Regions from separate parts of the Sus scrofa genome. Here region 2 is linked to region 1. A link is a contact called in public HiChIP or PLAC-seq data. All regions are on one chromosome and are shown on one strand. The core of a region is the stretch at or near the end of the contact, and the rest is flanking DNA. Distances in the headings are between cores, read along the strand shown.

The links. HiChIP or PLAC-seq counts read pairs in DNA pulled down with a chosen protein or histone mark.
Region 2: a contact with region 1 is called in an H3K27ac HiChIP or PLAC-seq map of alveolar macrophages. The contact joins the enhancer-like site here to the promoter of AMZ2 in region 1. A contact is called at or near these places in 4 of 47 Hi-C or Micro-C datasets (adipose tissue, blood, fetal liver and 1 more) and 2 of 2 datasets of contacts at active chromatin or transcription factors (alveolar macrophages and skeletal muscle).

The regions. Positions count from the first base shown.
Region 1 is chr12:11,893,519-11,896,471 of Sscrofa11.1, forward strand. It overlaps AMZ2 (archaelysin family metallopeptidase 2), which reads right to left and starts at 1,493. Exons shown (of 9, transcript NM_001243604.1): 1 at 1,449-1,493; 2 at 897-989; 3 at 507-596.
Region 2 is chr12:11,939,810-11,943,085 of Sscrofa11.1, forward strand. All of the region lies in intron 2 of GNA13 (guanine nucleotide-binding protein subunit alpha-13), which reads right to left. Among named protein-coding and RNA genes, the nearest start is that of GNA13, 25 kb to the right of the region's middle. Within about 2 kb of position 1,257, at least 21 of the 83 cell types and tissues checked have an H3K27ac peak or open chromatin away from gene starts, as enhancers often do. A contact at or near this core is called in adipose tissue, alveolar macrophages and retroperitoneal adipose tissue, where this site is marked.

The DNA.
Region 1 (2,953 bases), core at 243-2,742:
AATATAAAATGCAGCTCCATACTGGTGACTTTACCTCTCCTCCACATATAGCTCTCATTTCTCCCCAGAGTGGAATGACGGATCAATTGATTGCTAATGCCCTGGAGTGATCACACCCAACTACTGTTTGCTCTCCCCATTTCTAACCCATTTCTTGGGGAGGGTCTCTGAAAGAGAGAGGAGAAAATCATGAAATTCATTCCTCCATCCCTTAGGGAACCTGCTCCTCTTATAACAACCAGTGGTAACCATAAGACACGGCCTGATTCCCCCTTTCCTTCTGTCATTTGGGGAAGAGTAACAATGTTATGAATTGACTCATTACAGCCACATGAAAAGTACTCATCCTTTCTAATGTGACTCAAAGAGGTCCAGGAAGAAACAAAAAGAGAACTAATGCAAACCCTGCCGGCTGATAACACAGATCAGCCCCGTTGAAGTTTACTGTCTCAAGGTCATGTCACCCCAGGAAAGACATCAGGTGACTAATCAAAGGCCAGACTTACAATGACAGGCTGCTTCCATTCACATCATGTTCCTATGAACTGATCTCATCCTTCCGTTTGAATGGGTGAACCAGCTGCCCCGCCACGAGGCTTTTTGAGTGAGGAAAGGAAAAAAACAGATATCATCCACTGGAACCTATATTTTATAACTATCCAGGCTTTTCCAGTTTAATGAAAGACAACTGATGGGAAATTTTAACCTAATGGCTGTTCTGGCTGGACATCTGAATTCTGGGGTTCCAGAGTGAGGAAGAAATTCCAAAACAAAGATCTCTATTGTCAGAGCTCTCCCGGGAGCAGAGAAACCTCGCTGCTCCACAACTGAGCTGAAATCTGACTTCTACAGCACAAAATAGCAAGCAAGATGTGCCCTCCTGTATTTCTACATACCTTTAGGGAGAGGAAGGATCCCATTGAAGTTTTTGCCTCACAAGGACAGGCATGTCGGGGCCTGGTGGGAAACTTGTGTGGGGGGCCTTCACCCTGATAGTAAAAAGGCAGGGTGAACGGTCAGGAGGCCTCCTGTGGCCTCCCAGGTCTGCTCTGGGTGGCGGGGGGGAGGCAGATGGGGGTCACTTCAGTGGGATGGAGGCCTGTAAAGCTGTCCGTGTTCTAACCAGCACGTCCCAGGTGAAGCGGGGCAAGTTGCCTATAGCAACTCGCAGATTGGGCTCGGCCGTGCAAGGGCGACCCGGACCACGGCTGGGGGCGGAGTGGGGATCCCAAGGGGACTCTCGCTTCGCCTTTTCCACCCAAGGAAGGCCCAGCCTAGTTCCCCGGAGACACCCCGCCCCCGCTGTCCTCCCGGCTTCCGCCGCAGGCTGCTCCTCCCACATCCTCATCCCTCCCCACCGACCGCGACAGTCGCCATCCTCTACAGGCAAGAATGCCCGGCTAGGAGGGCCCGGCCCGGCTCTGACGGCTCCCCCGCACTATCCTCACCCCTCCAGGCGTAGACACCGCCCGCCTGCCTCCCGCGGCGGCCCTGCGCGCCCGCTCACCGCACGCGGCGCCGCGCCACGCCCCTTCGACGGACGCCCCGCCCACCACACGCCGCTCGGTTCCGTCGCGCCCCGCCCCGCCCCGCCGCACGGGCCCGTCTCGCGGGAGCCAATCCCGTGGCCGCCACTGTTCTCGCGACCTAGAGCGGAGCAGGGTCACTAGGGGGCGACGGGGCGCCCAGATCCGTCCCCATGCTCGCCCTTTTCGGCCTCGCCCTCGCAGAAGCGCCGCTCCCAGCCTCTAAAGGGCTGGTCTCCTACCATGCTGGGGCGGGGCGGCCGCGTCCCGGGATTTGCTGGTTTGTCAATGTGCTCAGCGGGCCGTGGGTTTGAGAAGCGCCCTCGACGTGACTAGTTCAACCAGGCGGTTCCAAAATAAATCAGCCGTGGCCACAGGCTGACGCACAGCCTCGGCGCGTGCTCCCAGCTGTCGTCACCCTTTATCTGGTGGCAGCCTCTGCAGCCACTGGGGCGTGGGGGTGCAGCGAGTGGCAGGCGGCGCGGAGGCGGTGTCCGAGACCCGTGGCACTAGCAGGATTTCCGCTTCACCCAGGGATGCGTCCCTTGGCCTCTCACGAGTGCTGAAAGGGCCAAAATGCGTGTGCCAAAAAGATGTTGGGAAGAAGAAAGGGGCGCCTTCGGGCTTTGCTACTGAACTGGCCCTGTGGCCTTGGAGACGCAGTTGAACGTCTCTGGGTCTCGAGGTTCACTGTAGAGGATGAGAAGAGAGAGCTCTGATCCGTGAGGCCCCCCTTCAGCCCTGGGAAGTTGAGGGTTCCCATGACCCACTCCTGTTCTGCCCCCTCATGCAACCAGCGCTCATTCGTGTAGATATTAGGACACGCTCAGTACTAGAGAAGGAATGGGGACCCACTCGATCATGTGGGTCTCCAGCTGACTTCCAAACAAGCCCAGCCACCTCCTACACCCTCCTTTGTCTCCAACTCAGTTCATTCTTCCCCAGGTTTATCCCATGCTCACCACCCTGCCTATCCCAGCAGCTCCCTGCAGAGGAACCCTGGGCAAGACCTATTCCTTTCAAACCTGATTCCTCAGACTTCCACCTTTTTACATGGATTCTCTTCCAACATCTCAACTTAAAGGACACCCAGCTTTCTTCCCAGGGCATCACTTCTCTCCCAACCTTCACTCAGAAATACTCCTAAATTCGGTTTTTCATTTCCAAGCCGCTGTCCTACCCCTGCAAAGCAATCTCTGTTCTGCTGAAGTTCAGGCCATTTTACCAGACTCGAGTTTTTCTTCATCCTAATTTCCCTTCCCTTTCTTCAGAAAAGACACACACACACTTTTTTTCTTTTCTTTTATTTTCGGGGCTGCACCTCTGGCATATGAAAGTTCCCAGACTGGAGATCAAATTAGAGCTGCAGCTGCTGGCCTGTGCCAGATTCTTAGCCCACTGATCGGGGCCAGGGATTGAGCCCACAT
Region 2 (3,276 bases), core at 7-2,506, 46 kb after region 1:
CCTTGGCCTGGGAACTTCCACATGCCAAGTACTCACCCCTGCCCCAAAACAAAACAAAACAAAACAAAAACGATGTTGTTAACTCATCATTTTTTATCATAGGTGATACCACTGATCTTTCTATTAGTGAGAAAACTGAATGTGGGAGATATAAGAATAATCTTAAAAATCTTCCAATGCATGTGGCTATAAACTGAAGCCTCTTATTGTTAAAAGATCAAGCTCCCCCAAATAAACCTATTCTGAAACAAAACAATTTTAAGCACACACACACAAACATACACGTGCATATGTGAACACACATCTGTTACAAAAGGATGAATACTTTTCTGAATTAGGTAAAATTTAGGAGAAATTTCTTACAGTAGCTTTAAAGACCTGGAAAACAAAGCAAAACAAGAGAAAAGGCTTTTTACAGTCTAACAACAACAACAAAATTCCAAATTGAAAAAAACAAAATGTGTCTTATTTGCAACTGAACCATGAAGGACACAGAAAATGAATACTGCTATCTCTGTTCTCAGTAACCAAGAGCTTCTGACACGGCCTTTTGTTTGAGCTTTAGTGCCTTTATGCAAATCCGATACCTAGCTCAGTAACTGGCACCTGGCAGCCTCCTCTCGGCCTCTCCAAGCGTGGGGTGAAGCGTGATTTACTAGGGGAAGACTCCCTCACACACTTTTCTCTAACCGTTTCAGAAGGGATCCAAAGCCTCCCAGTTGTCTGATCTTCACGTGAAGGTGAATTATAGTCCTTTTGCTGGAACTACGGGATCTGGCAAGTCTCTAAACTTCTCCAGGCCTCAATTTAACTGTCAGTAAAAGAGGAAGTTCCGTGGTTCAATGGATAATCACCAAAGTTCTGCCCTAAGCAACAATTTCAGTTTGTACAACTGATTTAAACTTAACTTCTCCTTTCCTTATATCTACATGCCTATTAATCTTAAATTCACTTTTGTTGTGACTCATTATTCAAGTTATGTTGCTTAGTCTCCTGCCTAATACAAAAGTAAATAATTTCATGTATCGGACAAGAAATATCATGGGTTTAAGACTCACTCTTTGTTGGTTATGACTTGAAGCTCCATTATAACTTTCCTCAGTATGTTTTATGCTACTGAAGGGAATAAAATTTCAAAGAAAAGCTATTTCACACTTAGGACTTTAAAAATTTAAGATGTCTTACGTTATCCCTTAGTTCTTTCTTCTTTGTTTGAAATACTGAGACCACCCTCTAGGTAATGTATTGTAGTAAGCCTGAATGGTACAAAGCAGCACGGCACTCTGAAAATCTTGCAGTATTTCTTTAGCCTTTGGCTATCTGGGTTTGCCAAAAAAATGGCAGAGCAGCCAGCGGATCTAGGTTCTAGTTCTAGTCACAAGATTTGCTCTGCTATCAACAAAGCCAGGGAACCTGGTGAATTTAACTCAAGAATAAAATAAAATGATAGATGAAATGAATTAGCTCCAGTGTTCCTTTGAATTCAAAAATGCTATTAGCTCTATGAACCATATTTTGTGTCAGCTTCACTAAGCTGTGTCTCAACTAGGAATGGCCTCAATGTTGTCCCCATTTACAAGAGTCTTGTGTTATAGAGATTCTTTGCTTGCAGAGACAAAATGGGTGGGGGCCCTGAGTTTGAAGTTAGTAGAAAAACTGAGAACACAAATTAGAAAGTAACTTCTATTAAGCAAATGTGTGGTTACAGGGAGACCTGGCAGTTTATTTGCCCAGTTACCAAACAACTGGCAGATTTATTCAACATTCTCTTCTGAATGGCTAAAGTATATACAGAACAGAATTTAGGATGTACTAGTTTAAAAGGATGTGGCATTTAAGCTAGATGGCCAAAAGACACACTAGAAGAAATCACCTGCTTTTTTAGAAGAACATACCCAAACACTGGCAGCTTTATAGCAACAGGAAGGGGACAACTCTACTTACTCAACAGAGGTACAATCGAGTAGAGGTGTTAGCCTCAAAGTCTTATCTAAATTTTTAAAGTCTGTAGTGATAAGGATCAAATACAGATGTTTAAAAAGCAGGGCATACACATTCTAGAAAGCAACTTGGCAATATGTAACAGGAGCTTTAAAAATGATCCACCTCACAGAACTACAGGAGAAGCACAGGCAAGTACCACAGCGGTAGTGCATCACATCGTGGCCGAAGGAAAGGTTAGGTGAGAGCCGCTGGATTCTTTCTTTTACGTATTTTACACACTTGAGACCAAGCGTCGGCCAAAGGTGACCAGCAGGCCAAACACAGCCCTCTGCCCATCTTGTGTGGCCCATGAAGCTGCACTGGAGCAGAGCTGTGCTCATCTGTTTATGTGCCTTCTGTCTATGGCTGCCTCCCGGCCACAGCAGCCAGGAGAGCAGGCATCACGGTGCATGTGGCGCTCTCTTCTCTTTGCAACCACAAACTGCCCAGACACAGTTAAAACTTGAAAATGTTTCAAGTGTCATCAGTACTGCAATACCATGCCTTTTTTTTTTTTTTAATTACTAGTGCCCATCCACCAAAACAAGAAGCAAAAAAGAGAACTTTTATGTGTTGCGCTTTCAAGGCACAGCAGAATGTGGATGATTCTGACATCAAACGAGGTGGCAAAGCACTGTGTTTATCATGCAATGACCCTACAGCTGTACTAAAAGTATATGTGTACATCAACACCACCAGACTAAGCACTCTGCAAAATAATCCCAGCTTACAGAAAAGCAAGTCAGAAAAGTTACACAATTTTAAATAGAATAGTTCATCACAGAATTTCTTCACAAAAGGAAAAAATGAAAACGAGACTGCAACTGCTAGCCAACAAGTTTCCAAGAGCTTCTTATTTGTTAGCCAAGCAAGGACTACCAGGGACTGCTCAGTAGTTGTTTACTTAAGGGATCAATGCCAAGTGTGCAGAGACTAAAGAATTAGCCTGTATGAACAGTTTGTGTGGAAGAACTACAGATGAGAACATTTTCAAAGAAGCTGAGAAAACACTCTATTAGTACAACTTGAATTGGAATATGCTAATGTGAATTACAACTGATGGTGGTAAAAATATGTGAGGAACAGAAAAGGGACACATTTACAAAGATTGTGAAAACGATCACACTATGTATTACTCACCAGTAGCAACTGCAGGAAATATATGAATCCACAGTGTGTTACTGAACCAGTACTGTTCAGGGTGAATTTAATTCACTCTCATGGGCTTGAGCATCATCGGTTCCATGAATTTTTGTCAGAAACAGAACTGAACAGGCTGTCTTGTCCTATTAC